Regions from separate parts of the Pan troglodytes genome. Here region 2 is linked to region 1. The links are chromatin contacts, called in public Hi-C maps. All regions are on one chromosome and are shown on one strand. Each heading gives the region's core, a stretch centred on a gene start, on an enhancer-like site or on the middle of the called end of the contact. The rest is flanking DNA. Distances are from core to core; before and after follow the strand shown.

What was found. A called contact is a pair of places that touch in the nucleus more often than the background predicts.
Region 2: a Hi-C map of induced pluripotent stem cells shows a contact between it and region 1, with 2.3 times the contacts expected there. The contact joins two enhancer-like sites. A contact is called at or near these places in 2 of 7 Hi-C or Micro-C datasets (induced pluripotent stem cells and stem cell-derived neural progenitor cells) and 1 of 1 other capture datasets (stem cell-derived neural stem cells).

Annotation. Positions count from the first base shown.
Region 1 is chr2:15,384,929-15,390,362 of NHGRI_mPanTro3-v2.0_pri, reverse strand. The region is part of intron 16 of ATG7 (autophagy related 7); the gene reads right to left. Among named protein-coding and RNA genes, the nearest start is that of ATG7, 96 kb to the right of the region's middle. Within about 2 kb of position 3,567, at least 8 of the 24 cell types and tissues checked have an H3K27ac peak or open chromatin away from gene starts, as enhancers often do. A contact at or near this core is called in induced pluripotent stem cells and stem cell-derived neural stem cells, where this site is marked.
Region 2 is chr2:15,559,562-15,565,085 of NHGRI_mPanTro3-v2.0_pri, reverse strand. The region is part of intron 18 of ATG7 (autophagy related 7); the gene reads right to left. Among named protein-coding and RNA genes, the nearest start is that of VGLL4, 180 kb to the left of the region's middle. Within about 2 kb of position 2,840, at least 2 of the 24 cell types and tissues checked have an H3K27ac peak or open chromatin away from gene starts, as enhancers often do. A contact at or near this core is called in induced pluripotent stem cells and stem cell-derived neural stem cells, where this site is marked.

The DNA of each region.
Region 1 (5,434 bases), core at 2,318-4,817:
AAAAAAAACAAAACTCCCAAACAAAAACTCAACACCTAGATGGCTTAACACCTATCAGGTGGATTCAATTATCTTTAGTCAATTATGCCCAGTTGGCCACAAAATAAATAGATCAAGAATAGAAAGGTTCCTCTTTCTTTCTGGGCCACCCACCCTTGGTGGTGTTTTCACCTAAGCTGAGTAAAATTAGCTTCAGACCCAGGCCTCGATGGGAGGCTAAGATCCAATGCCCAGCAACAAACAGCCATTCTGAGAAAGCACAGTTGCAGCCACAACTGGAACTTGCTGCTTTAACTTCACACTAGCTTCCAGCAGGCCTGGCAATATTTCTAAAGCTTGGAGTTCGCATAAATAAAAACTAACTCCAAACTCCAGATCGATCTTGGATGCTGAAAAGAGTCTTAATCAAGTTCAATGCCAAAATGGAGAGTGTAGCAATTGCAAAACCCTAAGCACACCAGAATGGTCTTTGTTTCAGCTAAGAGCTTCAGCTCCCACCACTGACCCAACTCTCGCTATTAAGCTAGAGTCACCAAGGGGGCAGAAAAACTAAGCTGGACATGAGCCAGTGTTATCCTTAGAAAAACACTGCAGAATGGAGCAAATCTTCCCAACCACTCCCTCTCTACTCATTGCTTTCAGAGCTTTATGAGAGTCTTTATAAATTCCTTTTTAGGAGAGTGGATAAGTTTCCATTTTAATTAAAAGTGAAAGATGAAACCGATATTTACAAGTGTCTCTTATGTGCCCAGAACTGTGCTAATGCTTAGTACGTGTGACTTAATCCATCCATGAATTCCAGGAGCTTATTATATTATCCCCATTTTACAGATATAAAACATGAGGTTCAGAGAAGATACGTAACGTGCCCAAGGTCAAACAGGGACAAGTGCTAAGAGCTGCCCCAACTGGTTTTGTAAAATGAGATACTGAATGTGAAATTAACAGACAAAGCTGGGGTTCTAATCAGATCTGTATGATCACAAAACCTTCAGGCTGCCTTCCTAAACACGCACCTCCTAAACAGGACAGCCTCATCCAGCGGGTAAAACTCATGGGGCAAAGTGACATCCTTCAACCTATAAAGTTAGGCCCAACTCCTCCTGGGACAAGAGATGCAATCTGAGATGCTTCTGAACGCTGACATTATAATTTATCCTACAGGGAAACAGCAATCTTGACTCTTCTTCTGGGACCTCACAGAGGAAGCCCAGACATTGTTAGACCTATACCCGGATCCTTCCTTGTATTCAGAGGCCTCCCCACTGGAACCAGACTCTACTACATCCAAATGGCTTGGGATACATCCATCACCTTAGATTACCCCAAACGCAAATGGAACTCAACACTGAGTGATCTTGTGCCAGTTACTTAACTTCCCTGAACTTCATAGTGCTTGGCACTTGGCAGAGTCAGATTACCTGTTGAGGGGATGGCTGGAGGGAGGGAAATAAGATGAACAGGTCACAAACGATAGCACTTGATATAGTGAAACATGAGGCCTGCCCATTTTTTCTGCTATATCCATCATCATCAACCAGAGAGGTTTAGAACCAGAGGGGTAAAGGAAGCTCCTTTTCTGGGCTGCATCTCAGGAAATATGCTCTTATTGCTTATCTGCTAAGATTTCCCTCCTCAGCAGTCCATCTGTCCATGTCCCTAGGAGCACACTGAGATAAGTATTTCTGAACACAGTAAAGAGATTTTTTCAAAATCTAAAGGCTTGAGGATTTGGGGGACACAGCCTGTGCAGAAAGGCCAAATATCCCGAGATATGGCTAGAGATCCCAGCTCCACCTCAGCATGTGACTCAATTAGAGTTTTCCCAGGCCAGGTCCCTCCCAGGGTCCTGCCCTAGTTTTGGCTTTGTATTACTTTTCTGAAGCTAAAAGAATTCACGAAGCTGAGAAAACCCTGGGTTTGGCAATTCCAAGCTCAGAAGAATGGCATATACACATTCAGGGTCTTTTTTTATCAGTACTTTAGAACCAAGAGTTCATTCACCTAAAGACAAAAGATGTGAACTGCTTGGTCCACAAGTGGGATAAAGCAGGAATGCCCCATCAATTACCTTGGTGTTTGGACAACTGTTGTAGCGTCACCTTGATTCCTTTTTTTTTTTTTTTTTTTGAGACAGGGACTCCCTCTCTTACCCAGGCTGGAATGCAGTAGTGTGATCCTGGCTCACTGCAGCCTCAAACTCCCACAGGTGCGTGCCACCACACCTGGCTAATTTTTTGTAGAGACGGGGTCTCCCTATGTTACTCAGGCTGGTCTTGAACCCCTGGGCTCAAGCAATTCTCCCACCTCAGCCTCCCAAAGTGCTGGGATTACAGGGGTGAGCCACTGTGCCTAGCCTTGTCACCTCATTATCATCCTTTGAGGAGGTACAGCCAAAGAATTAGCAGGCCAACAGCCTGTTAATTTCTGTCACATCCAGGATCTCTCGCCAGCCAGCAAACCAACTTCCTGGAGATATCAAGAGTGGCCTGTACATTTTATAAATCCTGAACTGTGCCTCCTACCAAAGAACCAGAAAAAGGATCTGGCCTTGCAGAGCTCAGCCACCAGCCGGGAAAAATCAGTGTTTCTTTCTTTCTTCTTCTTCTTCTTTTTTTTTTTTTTTAAGTAAAAGAACACTGTTGATGGGAAGAAGGAACAACACTACTATAAGATTTATAATGAAAAAGTTCCCTCTACAAAAGACAACAGATTCCAAAGAGTATATACTATATGATTTCATTTACAGAAGTTCAAAATCAGACAAACATCTCCCATGGTGCTGATAATCAAGAGGTGCTTACCTCTCTATAGGAAGGATGCAATAATAATCCGAAAAGGCATGAGGGGGGCATTGAAGGTGCTTGATAGTTACTTTGTTCTGATCTGTGTGCTGGGTATAAGACTGTTCGTTTTGTGATCATTCATCACATTACCACTTAATGATGTGTGTGATAATCTCTATTCCACACATCAACAAAATGATTTTTTTTAAAATCATTCTTTTTATAGACAGAAATTAGCTTATACTTACTGCTGCCTGCTTGCAGAATCTAATCCACGTACATTGGGCCAGAGACTTAAAAAAAAAAAAAAAAAACCCAAAACAAACCCATAAGCTCACCTGAAATGGTTTATGGTTTTCAAATTCAGTAAGAGGTTTCTTCAGGCAGAATTTCACTGAATTTCAGGGCCTAATCAGGCCTTTTTTTGGCACTTGGCCAGTCTTTGGATGGGCCAAATTCTGCCTGTGGACCCAGAGACAGAACAACTAAGTAATCCTCAGGCCTCCTAGGTCTGACACAGAGGAGAGCAGAGACCCAGAGAGCACAGGAAAAGTTAAGGAACTTTCTCCAAATTACACAATGAGTTGCTGGTGGGGGGCCTTGTGATTCTCAGTCCAAGGACTATCACTTTTCTACTACATCTCTTCCGCAGGGGCCAATTAATAAAACTTCTCCTCTTGGGAACTGAGAAAAATGAGCCCAGTAAACTTCACTGGTCTTCTTTGCATACAAAGTACACAAAGGAGTTTACCAAGTTCCTCTCCAACAGGAAATCATTTGTCTCTAGGAGCCAGGAAGAGGAGGAGGGAAGTGCTGAGTTTGCAACAGGGCATTGCAACACAGCCCAGTGTTTTTGTGGAAACGTGGAAACGATGTTCCCCTAATCAAAACATGGTTGCATAAATGTACTCACTCCACTTAGGGGGGAAAAAAAAGTTGTTTAAAGCCTATAAATGGGGACCACACAACCCTGATTAATTTTTAAAGTTCTTTCTCCACTTTCTTTTTTAGAAAGTAGCTAAAAATAAAGGCTTGAAACTTGAAACAATGTAAGCAACACACACACACACACACACACACACACACACACACACACACGGGCTTTTCCCATATATGGCTGCGTTATTCTTCAGTCTTTGAAAAGGGCAAATGAAGAGATGGCCAACAACCAAAATAATCCTTCAGACATTTGAAAACGAGGAGAAAGAACTAGAAGAGTTGGTGAATGACAAACAATTGTGAGGCTCAATGGGGATAAATAACACTGAGAGGGATTAGTTGCCATAGTACTTTAAAAACATGGACACATGCATTTTGACACTGGGCCCCTTCTATAAAGAGACTGTTTTGCCCTCTGGCCTCAGCACTGAGAAAACTACAACTGCAGTAATTTAACATAACGGACTTAAAGAAGGAAACCAGTGCAGGGGCATGACTGAAAATTTAATTAAGGCCCTTCTCAGTATAAAGTCTGTAAAGGAGATGAGGGCACATCTCAAGGTCAGAAGAAGGGGGGAGACTTGGGAAAGATTCAAATGAGATACGACAGCATAAATAGCAGAGGTCGGCTCTGGAGATCAGCTTCCTTATGATAGATGGTTATTACCGCGTCTTTTGGGTCCTACGTGAAATGTCTCTGTAGAAAAGATTAACACATGCATGTCAAAAAAAAAATGCCACCTTGTGTGTGGGGGACAGAGGGGGGCACATTTTCATAGTGTTTTGTGGTTTTCAAGGCCGTGTCAGATGTAATCCTGGACACAAAGTAAAGCACCTGCTTTTCTTGATTTGGAAACTGAGACTCTGGGAGGCTAAGTGAACTCTACAAGTTCTATTTTTTTTTTTTTTTTTTTTTTTTTTGAGATGGAGTCTCGCTCTGTCGCCCAGGCCACAGTGCAATGGCGCAATCTTAGCTCACTGCAACCCTCCACCTCCCGGGTTCAAGCGATTCTCCTGCCTCAGCCTCCTGAGTAGCTGGGATTACAGGTGCACACTATCACGCTCAGCTAATTTTTGTATTTTTAGTAGAGACAGGGTTTCACCATGTTGGTCAGGCTGGTCTCAAACTCCTCTCCTCGTGATCCACCCGCCTCGGCCTCCCAAAGTGCTGGAATTACAGGCATGAGTCACCGCGCCCGGCCCACAAGTTCTATTATGGGTGGTTTTGTGCAAGGGGGCTGGGGTACCAACAGGAAGCAAAATCTCCCAACATGCAGGCCACGGATCTTTCAACTCACAAGACCTTTGAAAGAACATTTGTCAGACTGCCAAGTTTAGGTATGGATTGTGGCTCATCCACTAAGTCTCTGTGACCATGAAGAAGTCGTTTCCCCTCTTCTGATTCTCATCCTAAACTGAATATGACAGTGCCGCCCTAGCTGGCAGAAGGTGGGTGGCAAGGAGGAAGAGAGAGACAAGCGTGAGCTGAGTCACTCTGCTCTTTGCACTCGTCTGAGTCTGTCCTTGCAAATCTCCAGATAGGACTGGTGGGCACCATCACGATTTCACTGATGGGAACAGCAGTCACATTACAGGAGAGGATACATACATGGAATCTAAAAAAAATGATTTCCAAATAAGACTGGAAAACCTCTTCAATCTCCCAAAAATATAGTAATGAAAATGACTGAAGAGGCAACATGAATTCT
Region 2 (5,524 bases), core at 1,591-4,090, 180 kb before region 1:
AGCCCAGGAGGTCAAGGCTACAGTGAGCCATGACCATGCCACTTACACTCCAGCAAGACCCTGTTTCAAAAACAAAACAAAACAAAAAAAGGGGCAAAGATGTTGGATAGACATTTCTCCAGAAAAAGACACAAATTGCTAAGAAGCACATGAAATGATACTCAAACATAATTAGTCATCAGGAAAATGTGAATCAAAACCATAAGCTACCACTTCACACCCACTAGGATGGCTGCAGTGAAAAAGCCAGATCATAGTAAGTGTTGACAAGGATGTGGACAAACTAGAACCTTCATACGTTGCTGCTGGAAATGTGAAATGGTTCAGCCACCTCATAAAAAACAGCTGGCAGTTCACCCCAAAAATTAAACACAGTTACCATATGGTACAATTCCAGTCCTAGGTAACTGCCCAAGAGAAACGACAACGTGTCCACATAAAAACTTGTACACAAACACAGTAGTATTCATAGGAAAGTATTCATAAAAGTTAAACGTGGAATTCATAATAGGAAACGAGTGGAAACAATCCAGTTTCCACCAACTGATGAATAAATGAAACGTGGTCTGTCCACACAGGGGAATGTCACTCAAACCCCTGCCTCCACTCTCTTCCCGGCAGCCCTGAGGACAATGGTGTCACATGTTTGCCCCCATTTTACAAAGTAGGGGACTGAAGCACAAAGAAAACAGCAGAACTTGTCAAGGAGACCAAGCTAGCAAGGGCGAAGGAAGAGGCCTTTTCCACTTTCTCTCACTACTTCCTGTTAAACATAATTCCCTCTAAAGACGATTAAGGACAGTCTCTGATTCTGCCCTCTGGGCCCCAGACACTCTTCCATTCACTGCCTGTCACGCAAATGCACAATAGGTGCCCAAGAGCAACAGCACACACCCACCAGCACCATGAATAAACCTGGGCAGCCGAAAGGACAGGCCAGCTCCTGACCTGGCTCCCAAGTCCCCACCTTGGTATGACCCAGTTCGGAAGGCAGAGCCCATGGCTTGGACAGTTAGGGAGAGGATGGCATCAGCCTGTGCTGCTCTCCGCTGGCAAGGGTGGGCTCAGCCCCTCTGGTCAGCCTGACCTGAGCACCTCAGCGCTCCCCACTGGCCGCTGCCCTGCAATGGAAGAGGGCAGGGACGGGCTGCCACTCTGCATTAGGGGAAGAGGGACCTTTCAATTGGGCCCATCACAAGGAATGAGGGAGAAGGCTCAGCCTGGACCACACACACCCAAAGGGCCTTGAGGTTTAACTCTCTCCAAAGGAGACAGACGAGTTTGAAAGGAGCCCTCATCATCCAATTTCAAACTTGGGTCCCATTTCTGGACCACACTGCCTGAAGCATGCCATGAACTAAGGTTCTTCTTTTATAAACACTGTAATTACCTTGGGAATGGCACAATTATATTTCTGTGTGTCCGTTAAAAGCGTTCATTTGTTAAATGTAAACATTTAAAATAAGGCTGGGCGCAGTGGCTCACGCCTGTAATCCCAACATTTTGGGAAGCCAAGTCAGGCGGATCACCTGAGGTCAGGAGTTCGAGACCAGCTTGGCCAACATGGCAAAACCCCCTCTCTACTAAAAATACAAAACTTAGCTGGGCATGGTGGCATGTGCTTGTAATCCCAGCTACTCGGGAGGCTGAGGCAGGAAAATTGCTTGAACCCGGGAGGAAGAGGTTGCAGTGAGCCGAGATCACGCCACTGCACTCCAGCCTGGGGGACAGAGCAGGACTCCATCTTGTTGAGACAGGGCCTCACTCTGTCACCCAGGCTGGAGTGTGGTGCCATCATAGCTCACTGCAGCCTTGACCTCCCAGACTCAAGCAATCCTCCTACCTCAGCCTCCTTAGTAGTTGGGACTACAGGCATATGCCACCACACCCAGCTAATTTTTTTATATTTTGTGGAGATGGGGTCTCCCTATGTTGCCCAGGCTGGTCTTAAACTCCTAGGCTTAAGCAATCCTCTGGCTTGGCCTCCCAAAATGCCTCCGGGAAACAATGGGGGTGCTAACCCCCACTTCTTCTGCAAGAGGCTGCTAGTTTGCTAGCCCTTACTGAGCACTGCCAGGGGGTGGCTACAGGGACTAGAGGAGAAAAAGGAAAGGGGACATCCAGAAGATGATTCCAAGGAAGAACCGCCAGGGGGGCTGACAACAGAGAGACACACGCCCAGGAGAGCTAGGCCTGGCAGGGCTGCTCGGGACACGGAGCCCAAGCACAGCCCCGAGGCCCAGAGAGGGGACAGGGCTGGCGGGGCTCCCAAGGCCAGAAGGCTGTGGGCTAGGGCTTGGTCCGTGAAGTCCTAGGTCAGGTTTATGGACAAGAAGAGACAGGGAGGTGGCCTGGCAGGGGCAGGAAAGAGCCGAGAGGAAGGAGCGGCTGCAGGCCGTGGAGACTCCCCAGCCGGGAGCCGAGGATGGGAGGCAGGGCTCGCTCCAGGGTCACTGCGCAGGCTCTCGATGCCCACAAGAGAAGGATCTGTTGTCCCCACAGGTATCCGTCACCCTGGTTCTTCTGGGGTGTCCATAAGCCTCTGGCACTGTTCCACCCACAGGGCATCAGACTGAGTTTCTCAAAAAAACAATCCCATCGTCTTTCCCAAGTTTTACAGCCTTCAAAATCTTCCCCTTGCATAGAGGGAGAGTGAAGTCCAAACTCTTCAGGGCCCTAGGCCCCCAGCCCTGGCCCTGCGCACCCCTCCAAGCTCCCCACCCCGGCACCCTCTCTCTGGCCCACCAGATTCCAGCGGCCGCCGCCTCCTGGCTCTCCCCTTGCTCAGCCTTTTCACAGGCTTCTTTGGCTTAGAAAGCTCCTCTCAGCAGCCCCTCCCGCACAGCTGGCTCCGCTGGGTCTGCAGCGACTTCCCCGCTGGCCTACCTTATTCTCAGCCCTCTTGGTTCCTCCTGCGACCCCACCATAATTTGCTGTCACCTTGTAGTCTGTGCATCTGTCTGACTTCCCCAGGGGACTGCGTGCTGCGTGAGGGTAGGGCCTGGTCTGTCTGGTCACCACTGTGTCCCCAGCCCCGGCTCAGAGCCTGGCCTAGTAGAGAGGCTTTGCAGGAACAATGATTCAGAACCATCTGTTCTGGATATGATTCCACAGGGCAGAAAAGAAAGGGGGATTTTTGGTGTGACCATAATACCTGAGACACACACAGTCAAGGGTGGGCCCCTCGGCCCAGCTGGCTTCTGAGGACTCCAGCACCTCAGGCCCTTGGACTCCAGGGCCCAGAAGGACGGGGGTGGGCGGGGGCAAGCACTGTGGGCATCCCCAGGCGGGAGCAGCTGGGGCAGCAGGCCAGCTTTCTGAGGGAAGTCTGGGTCCCAGGCCACTGACGCCCTCATTCCCCTTCCTGGCCTCACTGTGGGTTGGCTCTGGGCCAGAGGCCACAGGGACGCACAGCGGTGGGTACTTCTTGCTTCTGGACTCTAAGAGGCCCCAGGCAGGATCGGGGCTGGTCAGAAAAAGGGTGCTCTGCAAGGCAGTAGCTGTGGGGCTCTGCAGATGGGGGGCCTCACGGGTTAACTATTTCCCTTGCTGGACCCAGGTCTGCTTTTGCAGCCATACCTGGGCCCTGGAGAGGGCCACAGGGAAGTGCTGCCGGGTGAAGGCCCAGGGTCTGACTTCCTGGCTCCCAGATTCCTGCCCGGAGCCCCATCACAGCATGGGGACCTGGGGCAACTCAGAATTAGCCCTGCCTACTCTCACAATGAATCCAGAAGCAAAAGCTCCCAGATCCCTTCACCCCTGGGCCAAGGATGGCCGGCGTGACTGCTTCAGACTGCTGGTGCAGGCAGATGAGCAGCCTGAAGGAGTGAACCAAGAGGGAAGGGAGCGGGCAGACTGCACAAAGCAGGGAAGGCCAGAGCAGATGGTGAGGCCAGCCTGGGGCTGATGGTTCATGCCCTGTAGGGACTTGGGTGCCCTTGATGTCTGCTGCCAGCAGCCCCAGCCCTTGCCCTTGCCCACCCTCCATCCCCAGCCTGTCGCCATCCTTCAGCAGAGATGAAACGGGTCTTCCCCCTCCCGTCCCCAGAGGTCTGCGGTTCAAGCAATTCTCGTGCCTCAGCCTCCTGAGTAGCCGGGATAACAGGCGTGCGCCACCACGCCTAGCTAATTTTTTGGTATTTTTAGTAGAGATGGGGTTTCACCATGTTGGCCAGGCTGGTCTCCAACTCCTGACCTCAGGTGATCCGCCCACCTCAGTCTCCCAAAGCACTGGGAATGCAGGCATGAGCCACCGCGGCTAGCCTTGTGCTCCTCCTGACACACCACCCCGGTGCCTCCCTTTGGAAAGACACCCGCCTGCCTTCCCACTCTTGTACTCTAAGCACTCACTGCCTCCTCGAGCCTGGGCACCAGACTTGGCAGAGGAATTAAGACGAAACCCCTCTTCTCAGGGAACCATTGCCCCAAACTCAGCTCTCCAGACACAGGCAGCTGAGGGCTGAGGCAGGGGGGAAGATGGGAGCAAGAAGGCAACAGAACTGTGGGGGCTACTTCTAGAGTCTTCTGAGGGAGGAGTTCTCCCAGCCTTTCCAACCCCAGCCCCCTGCTGCCAGTCGAGAGAGCACGTGCACTGCCCCATGACACCCACTGCTCCGGGGTTCCAGGAACAAGGTTAAGGTTCTACTACAAAGACAGTCATGGCCAAGGCAGCTGGTAAGATGTAAAGCGTGACTTACACAAGGAACATCAGGCAGCCAGGGATGAGGAGATTAAAAGGAGAAAACGACAGGCTTCATGTTGGCAGGGTGGGGCTGCTCCCGCACCGTGGGGTCGGTTGGAGGACGCCGCCATCTAACTGTGGCCTGTGCAGCTGATTAAAGGCACATCCAGGGAGGGGGCAGCAGACCAGGCCTGTGCACACGTGTGGGCTGGCATGCCACCTCCAGAGGCATTCCATCCCCCATATCTTCCCCACTCCCCCTACAAAGATGCTCAGGGCTGCAACTGACAAGGAGCGAGGAGTCTGAAGGAACAGTCTCATGCCTCAGAACCTAGACCCAGAGGAAGGTCAGCACCTCCGAGCAACAGTTGAGGCACAGATTATGCTCAGCCGTTCCAAATGTCACCTTCTTCACTCCCAAGAACAGAGCCCAGGCTGGAAACACAGAGACCTGACGCCCGGGAGGGGGTGCCCGGGAGGATGCCCAGGGGACTGTCATCTTAAAGGAGGAGCAAGAGGGAAGCAGAGGGTGGTTGAGAGCAGCTACTAGGCTGGGAAAGAGGAAATATGGAAGACCAGATGAGAAAAAAGGGTCAATGTAGCAGTGGGGATACCGGTGTCTCCAGGGACCTAGGTGAGAGGTACACGGGCCACAGGAAGGGCCATGGCCCATGGCAAGGTACACCTGCCAGTGTCTTGTTTTTCCCTCCCAGGAAGTGCTAAGAAGCAAATATGAAACCTGCCAAGAGGAAATGCTGACATCTTAGCCTTGCAATCCTTAGTGAGGTTTCCGGCAGAAGACTCTGGAATTCCCAGCCCACAGCGACAGGCTGCTCTAGGTCT